Linked DNA regions of Chanodichthys erythropterus: region 1 is linked to region 2. The links are chromatin contacts, called in public Hi-C maps. All regions are on one chromosome and are shown on one strand. The core of a region is the stretch at or near the end of the contact, and the rest is flanking DNA. Distances in the headings are between cores, read along the strand shown. Region 1 holds the start of serf2a (small EDRK-rich factor 2a). Region 2 holds the start of pex11a (peroxisomal biogenesis factor 11 alpha).

Evidence for each region. Hi-C and Micro-C count contacts between places; a contact is called where the count stands out from the background.
Region 1: a contact with region 2 is called in a Hi-C map of an unstated tissue, with 4 times the contacts expected there. The contact joins the promoter of serf2a here to the promoter of pex11a in region 2. A contact is called at or near these places in 2 of 2 Hi-C or Micro-C datasets (muscle and an unstated tissue).

The regions. Positions count from the first base shown.
Region 1 is chr7:38,280,119-38,284,692 of ASM2448905v1, reverse strand. serf2a (small EDRK-rich factor 2a) reads right to left here and starts at 1,303. Exons shown (of 2, transcript XR_010895449.1): 1 at 1,197-1,303. fkbp16 (FKBP prolyl isomerase 16) reads right to left here. Exons shown (of 9, transcript XM_067390475.1): 8 at 4,369-4,509; 9 at 3,777-4,251. The coding sequence ends at 4,165.
Region 2 is chr7:38,149,119-38,153,847 of ASM2448905v1, reverse strand. It overlaps pex11a (peroxisomal biogenesis factor 11 alpha), which reads right to left and starts at 3,440. Exons shown (of 3, transcript XM_067390476.1): 1 at 2,730-3,440; 2 at 2,502-2,617. The coding sequence starts at 2,785.

The DNA of each region.
Region 1 (4,574 bases), core at 54-2,553, 130 kb before region 2:
GCTGAAGGTCCAAATTACAGTTTCATTGCAGCTTCAAAGGGCTTTAAACTATACCAGATGAGGAATAAGAGTCTTATCTAGTGAAACAATCAGTCATTTTCCATAATCTATTCTACTTAAGGAAAAAAACGAAACTGGCACCACGTTCGTTCCGTAAGTAGAATAGGGAAGGCGTAGGACATGCAGCGTAAGCTTTTTGAAGAATACGGAAACCAGAAGTACGTTTAAGGCGATTTATTTTGTTTATAAAGCATAAACGTTTTTTTTTTTTTTTTTTGCTAGATAAGACCCTTATTCCTCATCTGGTATAGTTTAAAGCCCTTTGAAGCTGCACTGAAACTGTAATTTGGGCCTTCAACATGTTGGTAGCAGTTGAAGTCCACTATATGGAGAGAAATCCTGGAATGTTTTCCTCAACAGAAAGACATGAACATCTTGGATGACATGGGGGTGAGTAAATTATCAGGAAGTGTATTTTAAAAGTGGACTAATCCTTTTAACCCAAAAAAGCCTAATGTATATTTGATACATGAATGTCATGAATATCAACATGGTTAACTTGTTGCACCCAATTTTCTGCATGTCTTGATTGTTAATATTCCAAGATGAACATTTACTGAATTGAAGCAACTTTGATTTACTTTTATTTTTCATTTTTATCATTGATGCATGATCCATTGTATTTAAATTTACACAAAACAATGTTAAGACGCATTTTTGGTAGATTTAGTGTGACTTGCATAAAATGAAAGGTATTTTCCTTAGTTTGGGCATCTGAATAAAACTCGGGTGCGCTTTTTTTTCTCCCTTGCCTTTCCGAGTGTGAGCTTCATATTTTCACTATATCAATCATACTATGGACCATAAAAGCCAGATATCATAATACAGAACTTAAACCTTTTATTCAAATATTTTAAATAGAGATCTCATTTGTGATTCTATTTTCCCCTTTAAGAGGGTGTGTGCGAGATACAAACACAACCAACTTTTAAAAAAGGAACTTAGCATAAATATAAAGTTATACATATAATTTTGTTTAACCCCGTAGAAAACCCACAAAATCCCGACCAGTTGTTTTTAAATCGCAATCTCTCAGGCCTCATACGCCATGGCCCAATGTAAGAGGTCTTATTTACATCTGACAACGACCAAATATCGCAAAACCGAACCCAAGTCAGATCCGTGTATATACTTACTGGTCATTTTTGATCAGTTTTATCCGCTTTTCAGAGTAGCTCACCCCAAGGGCCGCTATCTTATTTCCCGACCAACAAACCGATATCTTGACTGTCTGGCGTCAAACTCACTCTGGAAGTATCCGCAGCATCGCGAGATTTTTCTGTACAAAAGATCTCGCGTACAGGAGGCAATCATTTGATTGGATGCGACATATGACGTCAGGAACAGTCAAACCATAGATATACATACATAGATGCTACATTCGACCGCTCCAGAGACGTCGGCACGCTCGCCATCTTGAAGCGGTCAACGTGTCGTCACTCACAGTAAGAATCGATGATGCCAGAACATTGCACAGCTTCTGGTTGTGAAACTGACGAAATTTATATTCCTGAAGAAATGGAATAACCTTTCACCGGTGAGAATGTGTTGGTTTGTCTTTTTATATGTATAACTCAATATTAGGCCTACAAAGTTTTAATTTTACTATGGTAACTTTAAGGCAGTTTTAGCTGACTCCGTCTTACTGTATTGTTGTAGTTTAGCAAAATGATCTGCTCAAGTCTATTGCAGGTATAGATATCCATACATGCGTATAACTACGGCTGTAGATGCTCAGTCAACTTGCTTTCTAATGTTCATGGACTTTTGACCGTTCCAATATGGCGGACGGCTATGAGACATCTATCAGTAAAACTAGCCCTGCATCCCATACAATCCACCCTATCCGCCCTAAATAGTATTGAATATTACTAGTGTCACATACTATTTAGGATGGATAGTATGCACATTGAGACGCAGGCTAGGGCTGCGTTCCAGTTCGTTTTTCATGCCCTTCCCTCACTAACTTCCCTCAGTCTCGTTGACTCGGATGTACGTCATTGCTTATTTTGCACGAGTGCCCACTACTGGCGAAACCCTTGCAATTGGCTAAATTGAAAATCCAGTGTTTAGTTGATCCTGATAAGTGCTAAGGCTTTGGGATGTTCCAAAGTATGTGAAAGTTCAAGGTATAGACTATTTAAAAACGTCTAAGAGTTTTGTTTTTGTACGGACACTGAACAAAACAAACTGTAATATTGGTTGCTTCAGTCAGATGGCCTCTTGATCCGTCAGCCAATGAAAGCTGCTTTGGAGTCCAGACCTTCTTTTGTCAGTCTGAAGGTCTGGCTACGTGAGAGGGTCATGCTAACTTCTGGGTTGGCCTACAAAAATACATCATTACTGCAGAAACTTTCTATCTTAAAAGTCTGCCATCTTCTTTCCTGTTGCATGCTAGGATGGGAGCATCATAAATAAAATTTAAAATTAAGGCTATTTGTAGCTTGCAGAAACACATATTTTGAATTGCTGTTAAGCAGGGGTCCATGATGATCAAACAAACCCTCTTGGTCCTTTTCTGCCTGAGTGAAAATCACTGTCCAAAACAAAATTAATTTGTTAGAATTCAATGGGGGTGAATTAAATGAAGAAATATTCTAATTTTGAGTTGTTTTAGCTTATATTTTAAAGGCCCCGTTGGGAGTTTGCTGGTTAAGAACCACTGCATTAGACTTGGCCTAACAGGTCACCTTTAAAAATATTCAAAGCATATATTTCTGTAAAAAAAAAAGTAATAGTTGCACTCAAATGTCCATAGCAAAGCAGAACTGAGACTTCATCCATTCATCTGAGAGAAACGCCACCTGTGCTGTTATCAGATACAATGCATTATAACAGTCAAGGACAGAATCTGTGATCTCCAACACGTCACACCGACTGGTTTGGGCAACAATAGATTAATCAGCTGCTGTATTAGATCCTCTGTACAGATGAGTCACTGCCGCTCAGACTGTTTACAGGAGTGCCAGAGTGTGGAGGAGGGCAGCGTAATGCTCATGCCCGGGAAACCGAACCCTGGAGTGGAACCAGAGTAATTGTGTGGGTTAGTATTCAAGGCCGGATGTAGTTCCACTTCTGTGAGAGCAGACGTAAAATCAACATGGAGTCAAAATAGACCTTATTTGCTTTCTTAATTCGTTTTCCCGGTCTTATTACGAATGACTCATCGGTGCATGTTATTTTAAAGAAAAATGATTTGTCTTTGTATACTCTAATCTACTGGTTATCAAACATTTTTATTTGAAGGCTCCCCATAGTCCAACACAATATTCAGTGTATATATAAGGCAATATATTTCTTATGCATCTCATATATGAAGCTACTTGTTTTCCAAACTTTTTATTAACAATGTTGATGTTTTACCTAACCTCAATTCATTTTGTTATTCCAGAAATTTCAAGAACTGAACATTAGATTGGTCTGAGTTTATTGAAATCCTAAAAAACACAATAAATATATTAATTTAAATAATGAAACAACTCGGATAATGCTGAAGGGCAGTGTAGAAATGTAAAAATATTAATTCCCACTTATATGATTCAACCAATTCCTGAAATAAAAATAAATGCTTCAGTATCCCGTTTCACATTATGAAAATAGTAACACTTTTATATATTTTTATATTTATTTTGTCATATCCATGTCAACAAAGAGATAAAATAAAAGAAATTGTCTGCACATTAATTCATATAGTTTGACTGAATTATTGTATTTCGGTTGTAATATTGATTTATTGTCATCTTGAAGACATTTCTCAACACATTTTATTCTTCATAACTGAATCAAATGTTTTCTACCATTATGATTTATAACAGCTGTTCCCACAAAAAACCTAATAGCTAATTCTATCACTACACGTGTGATAAAGCAAAACAAAACGCCAAACATTAATACTTGTTTTTATTGCAAATATTTGAAATGCATTTGCTTTGCCCTTTTATTTTGTGCGTATTTTCTGCTCTGCATAAGCCGGTGTTCCACCGGTAGAGCCGCCCATGCAGCTGCTCTTTAAACAGTTCAGTGCATTTTTCCTCCGTCCCTTGGCAGCTTTGTGGAATGTTTGTTTGTGAGACTTGTAGTTAATTTGCAAGTAGGTCGAGGGAGCTAGTTCCGTGCGGTCAGGACCACAGATGTGACTAAACTGCCCAAGGCCACCACCAGAGCTCCAAGCAGAAACTTCCAAGAAATTCCCTGAAACAGAGTAAGAAACGAGATCAAACGATGCTTGGACGCCAGCTCTGGCACGTTTTGAAAGGATTTTTTTCCACCGCTTTTCTTCTCTTCACTAGGTGGTAGTCATTCACTTACAAACGGCTTCTTTTTGGGCGGGGGTGTCAGAAAGGGCGCTATGTTTTCGCCAAACACTTGAGCTGGTTTAGCTTGCCAATCCTGGGTGTCATTTTCTCCCGCCTGTCTTTTTACCAGTTTAGACAGTTCAGCATGAATAGCCTAAAAAGTACATTATAAATAAAAAAGATTAGCATTCAAAATCTAATACAAGGCAAAACGCAACA
Region 2 (4,729 bases), core at 2,191-4,690:
TGAGCTAGATGCTTAATTCCATAAAACTAAATTAACTTTTTAAGTTACTAGTACTTTTAATAATAAAGTAATATTACTAGTAGGGCTTGGTCGGTACACCTACCACAATACTGATGCCGATACGATATGTATTGTGATTTTTAAGAATTTTGATTCTATGAGTATTGCGATTCGATATTGCTACAATTTTTGTTTCCACTAGTAAGAAATATGACGTCATGTAAAACTCACCAAATCAACACATATTGCCAAAATTAATAATCAAATGTAAAGTAGCACTGCATAGTCTTCACAGTATAAATTAAATATAGATTTTGTCAAGAGCAGTGAGTGATTTTTTTCTTTGTTGTTTGATTAACATTAAAACAAAGGACAAAGACAGCAGCAGGTTTATTAGGCTGCTGTCACTTTAAGAACTGCACGGATCCAATATACTGTTACACATTAATTTTATTTCTCCACTGTTTATAGGTTCACTTAATATAACAGACTATGGCCTGGTTTCACAGACAGGGCTTAGCCTAAGTCAGGATTAGGCCTTTGTTTATTAGAATTTTTAAGTAGCTTTTATAAACGTACACTAGGAGAAAACATTATTGATGTGCATCTTGAGACAAAACAATGGCAGTGATATATTTTAAGATCTTTCAGTGAAAGTTACTTTCAGTTAAAACAGCTTAAACATGCATTTTATTCAAGGACTAGCTTAAGCCTTGTCTGTGAAACCGAAGGTATGTTTAGTAGGATACTCAGCGTTTTTGTGTGAATATATCTGTTTAAGCACAAGACAGGAAAGAGAGCTCAATTCAGCATTCGCACGCTATCTGAGAAGTAGAAATCTGGGCGCGTGCTTCGGATGTGTGCACACAAATCTTATCAGGCCACTGAATTGAGTTCTCTTTCGCGTCTTCTTGCACTTGAATTTTATATTGGCAAGGCCTAAACACACGCTCCACCTCGTCTATAAGCAAGGACTAAAATAAAGCAATGTAATATGAATTAATATCTATTCTTGAATAAAAAAATAAATAAAAAAAAACTAGCTTCCGACAGATGGCCGTACGCACGTCGACTTACGCCAAAAGAATAACCCCTGATGCGATGTAGGAGTAGCGTAAGCTTTGACGCCAATTCGTGACCGGTGTTTTGTTTTGCTCTCTCCTCTGCGCTTCCGCGTTCATCAATACATTATGCGTTGGATCAGAGTTCACTCTTTCACCGTAAATTGATACGCATCGCCATTTGTCAGAAGCTAGTTATTTTAGTTTTTCAAGTTTTAAATATACGTTTTTTCAAAATCTCATCCTCTATTTACTGCCATTAATAAAGCTTGGAAGAGCTCCGTTTGAATTCGTCTGAAAGAAGAAAGTCATATACACCTAGGATGGCTTGATCTGAGTAAATCATAGGTTCATTTTCATTTTTGGTTGAACTAACACTTTAAGTCATAAATTCGTTATTTGGTGAAATTGAGGATTATGAGACCTGCAAGATTTTGTTCAATTCATAACAATTTGATGTAGTGACAGGCCTATTAAGTGGTGTATCACAGCCACAGGTATATAATGCTAGGGTTACAATTTTGATCATCATTAGCAGTTTAACTGAGAAGCAGAGACGACCTTTACAATTTGAAGGCCCCCCACATCACATTTGCAATTGTGCTGATATTCGGGAAAACAGCACTCTATATCCTATTATAAAGATTCAAAACAAGAATACATACAGGGACATTTTTGCTCCACATATATTGATTTTTAGGGGGCATTTTTGCATCAAAAACCCCTGTTCTGTGATGACCCCTTCTGTTGTGACGCTCATTCAAGTGAAATGAGTGAAACATAGCAAAGGCTGCTACTGCTGAGAAGTTATTTGAAAGTCATGGCATAATACTTATAATACATTGTACATAATTTAGTCCTAGCGTTCAAGCCAAATGCAACTGTGGCAAAACAGCTGCGAAAAACGTCCTTATCGTGGTGTATATCTGTGAAACAGTGAAATAGTTTCTCGAACAAGAAAATATGTAGGGCAGGACTTGATTCCCATTGGGAATTGATTGGATCATTGTGGTTTGCTATAGTTGGATCTCATGTGAGTGACAGGTTGTTCCGCCCTCGTGCCAGTAAACATGGCATCAGAGAAGAGATGTTGTTTCAGTGGGGAAGGGGATGTAATTTTAATTAAAGTTTACAATGCCACATGCATAAACATAAAACAATGATGTGTATGCATAAATCATTTACAATGGATACTGCTCCACAAAAATATAAAAATGGTGACTACAAGTTGATATGATATTGAACTGTATAGGAAGATTATTAGAGAAATAAGAAATGCAACTGGCATAAATGATAGTGACTCATAAATAGTATTAGTATCTAATAAGTACTAGAAGTACTAGTAAAGCTGGAATGCATACTAGTAACTACTGAGAAAGAACTGAAAGGTCTTGTTTTGTATGTTTTGTGTGTTATGTAACAGAAAATGTTCATTCTTACGCTTCCGCCCCGAACTCATATTAGACTCCAGAGACTGCAGCTTTTTCACCAGCTCTTTTCTCTTCGCTTCATTTCTCAGAAGGTATTTCGCCAAAGCGCATGCATATTGGGTTGCTCTAAAGCAAACAAATAAAATGTTCAGACATAGTCTAGCTCATCTTTTATTGGAAATAACTTCAATTCAGTGTACTTTTTGACGGATGACAAGCTTTGATAAGAGGTACTGACCTGAATATGCGATCCCTTCCTTGACTTTGGTTAGTGAAGCTAATGAAAGTTTCCATGTGTGCAACAGCTAGTGTGCTACTGTGAAACTGAAAAGTTCTTTCAGGAATAAATGACTAAAAAGTCGAAAAGCGGTGCATACTCAAAGTTAAACGATCCGTGTTAGTTTAGTCACAGTATGTCCTGTCAAATCCACACGATCCTGTGTGCCTGTGGGAACTGAGGTGAAAGTTCATGCAACATACAAAACACACGCTGGAGCCAAAGAACAAACTTCAGATCCATTTAGTAAATCATTACTGTGTAATTGTACTGTCAATACTGTGTCGCAATTGTAAAAAACAATAAAGCTTCGACCTAACTAATTATAGGCGATTTAAAATGAATGATATATGACGAAAAAAGCTGTTGTTTAGCGATAGAATGTCCGATTCATTTTCAGGAATCGGTTCTTTCGAACAGTTCGTTTGAAACATTTCCAGTTTTACGTCATGACGTAATTGCGTCATCACACGGCTCCTGGCATCCTAGATTTTAATCAAAATTGTCTAATGAGCCATATAAAGACAGTGTATGTTATTAATAAGCGTGTTTATTGATATTTAATGCATCACATTTTTGTTTGTTGCGATTATGATTCAGTCGTAAACATTTCCTTTTTTATTTGTAACATTTCTTCTGTTCGGCCAATAACTTACTTTTTCGCCCCAAAAGTAAATTCTTCCTCCGTGATCTGTCGTGAATGAATCTGCCTTTGTGAATCAGTTCACCTGTTTCTTTTAAAGATCCGACTCAAAAGAATGATTCATTTACGTTTATACGATTCATTCACTGTAGTATTTATTTTGTATTCGCTAATACGCTACATTTTAAGATGCATATTTAAAGTTGTGTTACAATTGTAACTACATCATGAATTCTATGTTGTTCTTTGTCATTTTAGAAAGTGTTTATGTGTTAATTGTTGTAAAGCTCTAGTTTTAAATCGGATGTTTTTGGATGAAGGACAAGTGCGTACTTCCTGATTTAACTGACCAATGACTGGCTCAGGATTGGAGGACGGAAATACATTTGTTATGACGCTGATGTTACAATATTTAGTTTGCTTAAAAACTAGCAAGATGTGATAATAGGCCTATGCATATGTCTTATAATAATACGACAATAATTTATGTATTTTGCATATGATCTATTTGTATTTTCATATGATGATGATTATTGATGTTGCTGGAAAATCAATTGAATTCTTATTATTTTCAGAGTATGACTCGGGCATATCAGTCAAGTTGTGTGTGCATTTTAAAGTAATTGTCTGAGTTCTGAAACTGCGTTTACATTGGATTCAGATTGGATTTTTAGTGGTAACAGATATTGGCCATACGTTTTAAGCAGTAAATTTAAAATCATCAGGTACTCAACAGGGCGGGACTGTAAAATCTTTTTAGCAACTGTTTATTACATGTTCGTCATAAAATACAATAGGTTTTCTTTACATAAAACACATTGTAAAAGCAGGGTCTTGACAGTCTGAGTGACTTGAATGAGAATACCAGACATAACCTACTTTCTATTTTTATACATGATTCTGCTTGATGATTTGAACTGCTCCCATGTGATTACCAAAGTAGTTTCAATGCCTTTAGGGAAAACATATACAAACAATTATTTATGATTATGTATGATTATGAAAAAAGCAAGTAGTAGGCTATATAGAAAACCAAAGGTCAAGAGATGAGATGCCCTTGAAATCAGACAGTGAAGGCTAATTTTAGCATGACGAACGCTTCTCATTTTTTACATGAAGACGATGTAGACTGCGAAATTTAAAATGGATCATCTCTGATATGTTTCCCCAGTCTTTGATTATTCCTTCTGATGTTAACTATTACATGTTTTACATCTACAGTAAGTTTTTTTTTTTTTTTTTTTTTTTATCTCTGATATGCAGCCTGAAAGAGAATATTTGAAATTGGGCATGTTACTTCTTTTATTAAGGCAACCAT